Linked DNA regions of Sus scrofa: all the other regions are linked to region 3. A link is a contact called in public Hi-C and promoter capture Hi-C data. All regions are on one chromosome and are shown on one strand. The core of a region is the stretch at or near the end of the contact, and the rest is flanking DNA. Distances in the headings are between cores, read along the strand shown. Region 1 holds the start of CCDC18 (coiled-coil domain-containing protein 18). Region 2 overlaps RPAP2 (putative RNA polymerase II subunit B1 CTD phosphatase RPAP2). Region 3 holds the start of RPL5 (ribosomal protein L5).

The links. Promoter capture Hi-C pulls out the DNA fragments that hold promoters and counts their contacts. A called contact is a pair of places that touch in the nucleus more often than the background predicts.
Region 1: a promoter capture Hi-C map of liver shows a contact between it and region 3, with 5 times the contacts expected there. A contact is called at or near these places in 3 of 5 promoter capture datasets (fetal liver, fetal skeletal muscle and liver), 7 of 47 Hi-C or Micro-C datasets (blood, embryonic fibroblasts, heart right ventricle and 3 more) and 2 of 2 datasets of targeted methods (alveolar macrophages and skeletal muscle).
Region 2: a contact with region 3 is called in a Hi-C map of liver, with 2.6 times the contacts expected there. A contact is called at or near these places in 2 of 5 promoter capture datasets (fetal skeletal muscle and liver), 3 of 47 Hi-C or Micro-C datasets (embryonic fibroblasts and liver) and 2 of 2 datasets of targeted methods (alveolar macrophages and skeletal muscle).

What each region holds. Positions count from the first base shown.
Region 1 is chr4:124,008,929-124,011,628 of Sscrofa11.1, forward strand. It overlaps CCDC18 (coiled-coil domain-containing protein 18), which reads right to left and starts at 1,363. Exons shown (of 32, transcript XM_021090190.1): 1 at 1,240-1,363. It overlaps TMED5 (transmembrane p24 trafficking protein 5), which reads left to right and starts at 897. Exons shown (of 4, transcript NM_001243695.1): 1 at 897-1,242. The coding sequence starts at 1,063.
Region 2 is chr4:124,750,935-124,753,703 of Sscrofa11.1, forward strand. The region is part of intron 6 of RPAP2 (putative RNA polymerase II subunit B1 CTD phosphatase RPAP2); the gene reads right to left. Among named protein-coding and RNA genes, the nearest start is that of RPAP2, 22 kb to the right of the region's middle.
Region 3 is chr4:124,366,163-124,368,862 of Sscrofa11.1, forward strand. It overlaps RPL5 (ribosomal protein L5), which reads right to left and starts at 1,450. Exons shown (of 8, transcript NM_001114284.2): 1 at 1,404-1,450; 2 at 239-308; 3 at 33-148. The coding sequence starts at 1,406. EVI5 (ecotropic viral integration site 5 protein homolog) reads left to right here and starts at 1,616. Exons shown (of 18, transcript XM_021090214.1): 1 at 1,616-1,741.

The DNA.
Region 1 (2,700 bases), core at 113-2,612, 360 kb before region 3:
GTTTTCAGACTGAGCTCTCTATTGTCTTCAAATAAAGCGTCTGCCCCCCTTCAAGTCTATCTTGGAAAAGCACATCATGCTACCTCCAGGCCTTGACGCCTTTCGGCCCAAATAACGGTGCGTTTGTGGCTATATCCACGCACACCCACGGCCCCGAAGCACAAGTGTTCACTTCACTCCCGGGATGTAAAACCAGAGACTGGGGTCGAAAAGGCTTCCCCGTTTTGCAAGGGGGCCGTGACCCGAGAGGGCACCGTGCTGTGACAAGAACGCTCAATCTGACACAAACGCGTCCTTCGTTCATCTGGAACAAGCGGAGGAAAACTCGACAGCTTGCTTTTCCATCTCTCTTCACCTAAAACACAACCCTGCAGAGCAGCAGCTCAAGCGCAAGGGCGAGGCCCAGGAGAAGCGCCTCAGGGGACCAGAGGGGAAGGAACACAACCCCCTCCGGCAGGCCGCTCGCCACCCAAGCCGCAGTTGGGAGACCCACCGACGCCGGCGCACCCGTCTGCGCTCGGAAACCTCGCCCCTCTCCCGGACCCAGAGCGTGGAACCCCCGACACTGCACGCGGGACACCAGCGAACCCCGGCGGCGTCGCGTTCGAACCGCCGCGGGAGCCGTTGGCGACGCCCCGCCGCAGCCCCGCCCCCGCGCGGGCCCCGAGGCCTGTCGGGAATTGTGGTCTGCGAGCGAGGCCGAGCTCGCTCCCTGAACTACATTTCCCACAGCTACCGCCACGACGCCCATTGGTGTGAGGGCAGCCATGGGAGGCTGCGGTCTTCTGGGAGTCAAGCGGGCCGCGCTCCCGCGGGGCTGGAGGCGCCGAGACCGAGGAGGGTGTGGAAAAGGACTGCTGGCCCCGCCCTCAGCGCCTACGCTCCCCAGGCCGGCGCTTCCTCGTCCGAGGAGCACGCCTCCACCGCGGCCGGCTCCCGGACCTCCTTCAGGCTCCAGCTTTCCCCGCCGCCCACGAGGAGCCCGGGGAGGCGAAGCGGGGCGCAGGCGTCACTAGCCCACCCTTCCCACGCCTCTTCCGGCCCGAGACCGCCCCGGCAGGCATGGGCGACAAGATCCGGCTGCCCTTCCCGGGGGTCCTCTGGGCCGCTCTGCTGCTGCCCGCGGCGGCCGGCTTCACGCCCTCCTTGGACAGCGACTTCACGTTCACCCTTCCCGCCGGCCAGAAGGAGTGTTTCTACCAGCCCATGCCCCTGAAGGCCTCGCTGGAGATCGAGTACCAAGTAGGTGCAGAGGGCAGCCAGCCTCCTTCCGTTCGCCCCGCCGCACGTCGTCGCCTCTCACCGGCGTAGGAAGCCGGGGAGCCGCGGGGGGTGAGGCGAGGGCCGCGGGGGGAGCCGGGCAGCTCTGCGCAGGCGCGGAGGCGAGGTCCTGGCCGCGCCGGGGACCGGGAAGTTAGGCGGGACCTAGAATCGACTCCCGCCCTCTCCCCTTTCCTCCGGTCGGAAGGAGGCCAGCCCCGGTGATGTCGGCGGTTTTTCTTTGTGTTTTATAATTCACCTGAGGTTTTTCTAGCCAGTACACGCTCCAGTACGGCGGATTTCACAATACAGGTCTAATACACGTTCTTCTTAATCATTGGACGAGACGATGACACTTTTTTAATCACTTCCACCATCCTCACCCAAATCCGGCTTTGTGAGTCTACGCTGTCATTACTTCTTCAAGGATTTTTGAATTGTGACCCTGTGATTTTTCACTAAATCTTATTTGAGGATATTTTGAAAGGAGTTACTGATGTGTTTAATGGTACATTGCCTTCTCCGTTATATAACCATCATTTAAAAACCAAATAGGATCTAATTGTTTATTAGAACTTTATAACTTTTCGTCAGCATTCTAAGCGTTTCTCCCATATTGTTTTCTTTTTAGTGTCTACATAATGTTACAGGGAGTTACCTTAATCTATGTAGTCATTCTGGTAGAGGGTACTTTCTTAGGAGAAATCTTGTTAGCTCCAGTACAGCTGATTTCGATGTTTCTAGGTAGCACTGGAAAAAAAAAAACAAAAAAAAAAAACAGCAGCCTTGGTGTAGTTCATCTTTCAATTTTTATACAGGCTACCTAATTTTTAATGTTAATTTTCTATGGTTGATATAGAGAATCTTTCAGTAACAGATATTGTCACATGTAGAGTTTTTAAAAGTTATTTAGAATTTTCATCAGAAGGAACTTTAGAATTAGATTATTTATATATAGATGTATAAGGTAGGCATAGAGAGTAAAGTATCTAAAGTCACATAGTTAGCAAAACGGGCTGGAACTCAACATTTCTTGATTTCCAGTCCAGTTGAAAAGTTAATTTACTGAACTTTACATGTTACCCTGTGCCAGTAACGAGTGAATGGAGGCACGGACACAGGGGAGGGGACAAAAGAAAGATCCCTTTTCAAGGATCTTAATATTTAAGGGTTACTGGTTCATAAACAAGTAGTATCAATAAGGTATGGTATAGCTGCTGTGGGAGGAGGGCTTCTTCTCTGGGGTTTCAGAAAAGGTTTCCTGAAGAAGAATAAATTTGAATTTAGAAAGATGCTTAAGTGAAGCAGGAATGCAAGAAAGAAGGGGCATTTCAAGAAAAGGAACAGAAGGAAGAGAGAGTTCTGAAAATGCATAGTGTGAGTGTTTTAGCAGTGGGCAATATGTAGTGGACACTACAAGTGTTGAGTTTTTGTTGGACC
Region 2 (2,769 bases), core at 252-2,751, 380 kb after region 3:
AAGACAACCAGGTTAACGGGGTCTGCCGACCTAGAACAGAGCTGAGGCGGAGACAGGAGGTCAAAACCAGGTCACAGAGCACACTCAGGAGCCAGAGCTGTAGATGAGACAGAGGCTGTGGTCAGAGACGGGAAGCTCTTATTTCAAGATCTTGGAGGCAGAATAGTTCCAAATACGAATGAGGTACAAGGATGGCTGAATCAAGGGCTAATCGAAAAGTAAAACAAGAATTATTAAAACAAAATTCAGTTTCTAATGAGGGGGGAAATTAGCATATATTAAGGGCTTATTTTAAGGTAGGTGAACTTTTTTTAATTGTGGTAGAACATACATAAAATACACCATTTAAAAAAAATTTGGCTATAGTTCAGCGGTATGAAGTACATTCCCATTTCCGGGCAATGATCACCATTCTTCTCTAGAACTTTCTCACCTCCCCACACTTTCTGCCAGTAGGTGGTTTTGCATACTATCTCATTTAATCCTCATATAACTTACAACTTTATTTTGACAGATGAGGCAACTGAAGCTCTGAGAGGTTAACTGCCTTTCTAAGATCATTTCAGGTATCAAGTAGCACATTTAATTCAGGTTTTACAAAGTCTAAACTCTAACATGTTGCCTCTAATTAAAGTCAGAAGAAAAGAACCCCCAAGGTTGTGAGGAGATACATCATCATTACTGAACCCCCACAGATGCTAACTTTACTATTTTCCTCTCCTTGGTTTCACCTTTCTGACTTCACATAAAGAAAACTGCACTAAACAGTTTATGACTGAACTGAATACCCTGATTCCAGATGTACAAAAGGCAGGTTGGATTAGACAGAGTGGAAAAAATTAAAGTCATTTTAGAAAAGGGGAGACTGGTATCTGACACCAAGATAAACTAACATTGAGCTTAACGAGGTATTGGACAAAAGGTTCAATATACAACTTTGTTGTGGGCGTCAGCTGTGTTAGAAAGACAGCAAGTTACAGTGCTCCTTCTTGTCTGTCTCTTTTTAGATGACACTCTAAAGTGCTGTCTTTGTTAAAAGCCCCATTTCTCTTCACCCTAAGTCAGTACCTTCCGAATCCCTGCCAAGTGTACGTTGTCTCCATCAAGGTAAAAACTCCATTTAAAACCAAGTAACCATGCTAAAAGATGCCTTCAAGCTGGTTCTTCATCAACATTTCACATCATCTTCATGAAAGGATAAATCTGACGATTACCTGTACCATTCGCCAAGGAAATCTAAAACTAGAACCAACAGGCCAAGAGACATTGGGGGTGGGGGGTGGGAACGTGTATGTTACACACAAACCAAAAGAAGCAGTAAGCTACAATTCCCCCCCATGGTAGGAATTTTTCAAATATAATTTGAGACATGTTAAAACCTGTTTCAGACAGTTTTTATTCTGTCTACCAAGCGAGAGAGCTAGCTGTCCAGGAAGAGGTTATAGAAGTTGTTCGGCAGAGGTTTTTGGCTTCCGCACCTCTGAGATTATACTGTTTGTTGCCAAGAAGCCTGTGTGAAAACCCCCTTCTCTGGGCCACATGATGGCGCTTTCAGCTCTGTCAGCATTAACCATTCACCCCAATTTCATTTGCTAAATCAAAACTTGATTCTCAACATTTGTCCTTCCTTCTCAGTTTTAACTCCTAATTTTTTGGGTTACAATTCAAGAAACTCCCCTCCTTCAAAGACTTGTCAGAGCCTAAAGTCAACCAAACAGGGTTTATAAATGTAACTATAAGACTACCAAAACCAACATGTGGTCTCCAAGGAACAAAACTGTATGTGGTCTGTTTCTGGCCACCAAGTGGGTGAAAAATTTCTAACTTACAACAGGAAAAGCATCATACTGCGTCACGACCCAGGCCATCTAGGTCAGTGTTTTTGTCTCTGCAAGGGCATCAGGAGACATGCTGTGAGAAGCACTGCTGCTGACCATGACATTCAAGACATACTCCAGGTATTTTCCCCTTCCTAATGACAACAAGCAAGGGGCTTTAACACCTCTAAGACGCTTTCTGATTCCAAAGCCTCAACAGAAGCATGGAATGAGAACTCATGAATCTGAGTAAACCCTGAATCAACTTACACATTTTTACCAATGAGGTGGTGAGTCTACTACGGAACAAAATAATACCTGAGAAATGTTAAAAGGCACTATAGGTTTTAGTATTTTAGAATCTGGTGAGTATTATAGTAGCTTCCACAATAATGTAAGAAAAACCAAATTAAGTCAATTTTAATATCCTATTTCCAAATCATATGTAAGATCATGGTGTCCCTGAAAATGTAAACTTCAGGTTGTCTTGGACTACCGTAAAATACAAAACACTCTCGGTGTTTCTCCATAATTTAAAAACTTTGATTCAATCCTTTATCAACCTTTATCTTTTACAGCCTGAAGAGTTCAAGTTACTTGAGTCAGTAATTGTTCTAAACTCTGAAATGAGACAGACTTTCCACCAAGGTAGTACAAATTTCCCTAGGCTTACGTTGATAATTTTCATCATTTTTACCAATAAGACATTCCCTTATCTAGAAAACTTTCACTCTAGCAGGAGCAACTGACTTAGAACTGTGAAACATTAGAACTAAGGGGAGCTCGGGTTAAACACAATATTGTACTTCAAAATTAGGAAAATGAGATTGAGTGCTGATAACACTTTCTTATGGTAAAACAAATAAAAACCTAAGCTAGATCCAAGAAAACAGTGCTCTTAAATCTGCAGATCAGGACCAACCAATTAAGGGGGCTGCAACCAGCATTTTGA
Region 3 (2,700 bases), core at 200-2,699:
CCATCCGTCACTCAGTCTAGAATACAACTTACCTGACAAATTATATCTCTGTTGGTTACACGAACTATCATCCTGTATTTTGGTGTGTTATACTTATTTTTATCTTGGATGACCAATCGTTTCCGGGCATAGTAGTCAGTTTTACCCTCTGAAAGAAAAAAACAATTTAAGAAAGTCTACTCCACTGCCAGAGAAGCAGAAATCGTTTCAACGTGTGAACACAAAAAACTGACCATACCTCGTCGTCTTCTAAATTTCACCTGGTACCTCTTGAAGTAAGCCTTATTCTTGACGACTTTTACAAACCCCTTTAAGAAAAAAGAAATGTTATTAACACTTTGATTGTTTTAGTTTATACTTTTGACATTTGAGCTGTAACAAAGTAACACTTCAAAATTGAAACTTGCAGTGAATTCTGACAACCACCACTTTTTGTAGAGTCCAGCCTTTATCAAATCAAAGCTCGAGAATCACTTTCCTCTACTTTCCATGGCTCAAAATTTATAGCTTTATAAAGCAATAAAAATGAGCCAGTGGGGGGAAATGGAAGGAAACAACAAACACAAACGTAGGCCAATTTCTTAACTTTTGCAAAATACTGCTCAAGACAGCAATCTTGCCAAATGTCTGTTCTTAATACTGTTCCATTTCAAGAATCTAACCTATTTCCCCCTTTATACGAACATTTTTCAAAAGCCTAAGTTACCTGTCACAAAACGCAACTGACCAAGAACTTACTCAGCAATCACTCTGCCGATTAAAACACTGTCCCTCACCTTCTAAAGCCACACCACGCCCGGAAACTCATTAAAAACTGGTGCCACCGACAACCTACAGAAAGGCAGGAGGCACGTACCAAACGCAACGAGCTTCCTTTCGGGGCCCAGAGACGCCACAGCCTGCCAGCTCTACTGACGGATCTGGGTTAAAAGCCACTTCGGGCCGACAACACAGGCCTTCTGAACGACCTGCGGGGTCCGACGGTCTCCCAGAAAACCCATCAAGCGGTCATGGGGGCGCTGGGTCCGAGGAGCCGCAGCCGGTCTCCACTCAGGCCTCCCCTAGCTCGTCTGAGAACGACTGTCCATGCAACCCGCCCGGCTCGGCCGCCAGCCAGTGACCCGCGGCACAACTGGCACTAATCCTGCGGCTTGTCTACTAAACTCACCCCTCACCCGCAATCCAGTGCCCCGGTTCCCCTCTCCTGGCACCCCTCCCCCGCACGATTACGCGCCGTGGCAGCCATTAAGGCCACGCTGGGAGCCGCAGCCGGATCACGGCAGAGCCGGCAATCTAATGCCATCCGATCCGTGCGCCACGCTAGACGGACCCTAGACGGGCCTTGGGACAAGAAGCAGGAACCCCCGTGCCTCCGTAGCCCCGAGATCGGGATATCCACTCACCATCCTGCAGAACAGAGCTCCCAATCGGCGGCTTGCCACAGAGCAGCAGGCCCAGCACCGCTCCCGGGGGGGAAAAAGGGCCGCGACGCGCGCGCAGGCGCAGTATGTAGCGCCAGCGATCACGCAAGCTACGTGTGGAAGAGAGATGCGCCGGCCGCCTGGCGTGCAGCATGCCGCCCCCTGCTGGGGGGAGGACCGATGCGGGCCTTCGCCTTCCGGGAACCAGTCCTCAAAGTCCCGGGTCCGAAAGCTCCAGACCGGCAGGGGCGGTGAGCAGCAGCAGGGAGGCTTACACTTTCCTATGCCGAGAAGTTTCACACCAAACACGCATTACTTTGGTAAGCAAGAAAGACAAGTTTAAAAATTAAATAGAATGAATTTGCTCCTTTTGCCGCCCCCCCGCCCCGAAGTCTCCTCGGGGTCCAGAGCGTACAGGTGCGCCCCACGAAGCCTCGCCTTACGGCTCCAACACTGGGTTGGGGCCCCTCTTTGGCCTTCCCACCGCACCCTCGCACCTGCCTCAGGCTGCTCTAGACTCCCTGAAGGTGGGTGCTGCTGTCAAGGTCACCTTTGAATCTCCAGCACCTGGCACAGTGCTGGCAGTAGGTGCTCGGGGTTTGATAAATGGTAAAAACGAAAACCTCTCTGCCTGCCGCCGCCCCCTCCATCATCTTCCCTGATCCCTGACCGCCTCATCCTTCTCCTTCCCTCCGTCACTCTCTTCTAGCCGACATAGCGTTTTTCCAAGTCTTTTTCTTCACTCTCTTAAAACTAATTACAACTGGATAATGAGTCTTTTGCCGGAATAGGAATACCACGCAGAGACTGAAGAGAACAAACCAACCCTCCAAACAAAAAGCAAGAGACAGTGTTCCCTCACCCAACAGTATTTCAAAGTTGATCTTCCGGCTATTGCATGGGAATCATTTAGGTACTAGTTAAAATACAAATATTTGAGGAGTTCCTGTTGTAGCTCAGTGAGTTAAAGGAACTGTTCTTAACCTACTAGTGAGGGTATGGGTTTGATCCCTAGCCTTGCTCAGTGGGTTAAGGATCTCGAGTTGCCAAAAGCTGCTGTTGGCATCAAGTTGTTGCAGGTACGGCCCTAAGAAGAAAGAAAAAAAGGAGTTCTCATTGTAGCTCAGCAGGTTAAGAACGTGACTAGTATCCATGAGGATGCAGGTTGATCCCTGGCCTCACTCAGTGGGTTAAGGATGCGGCGTGGCGGTGAGCTGTGGTGTAGGTTGCAGACACCACTCAGATCCCGAGTTGCTGCGACTGTGGTGTAGGCTGGCAG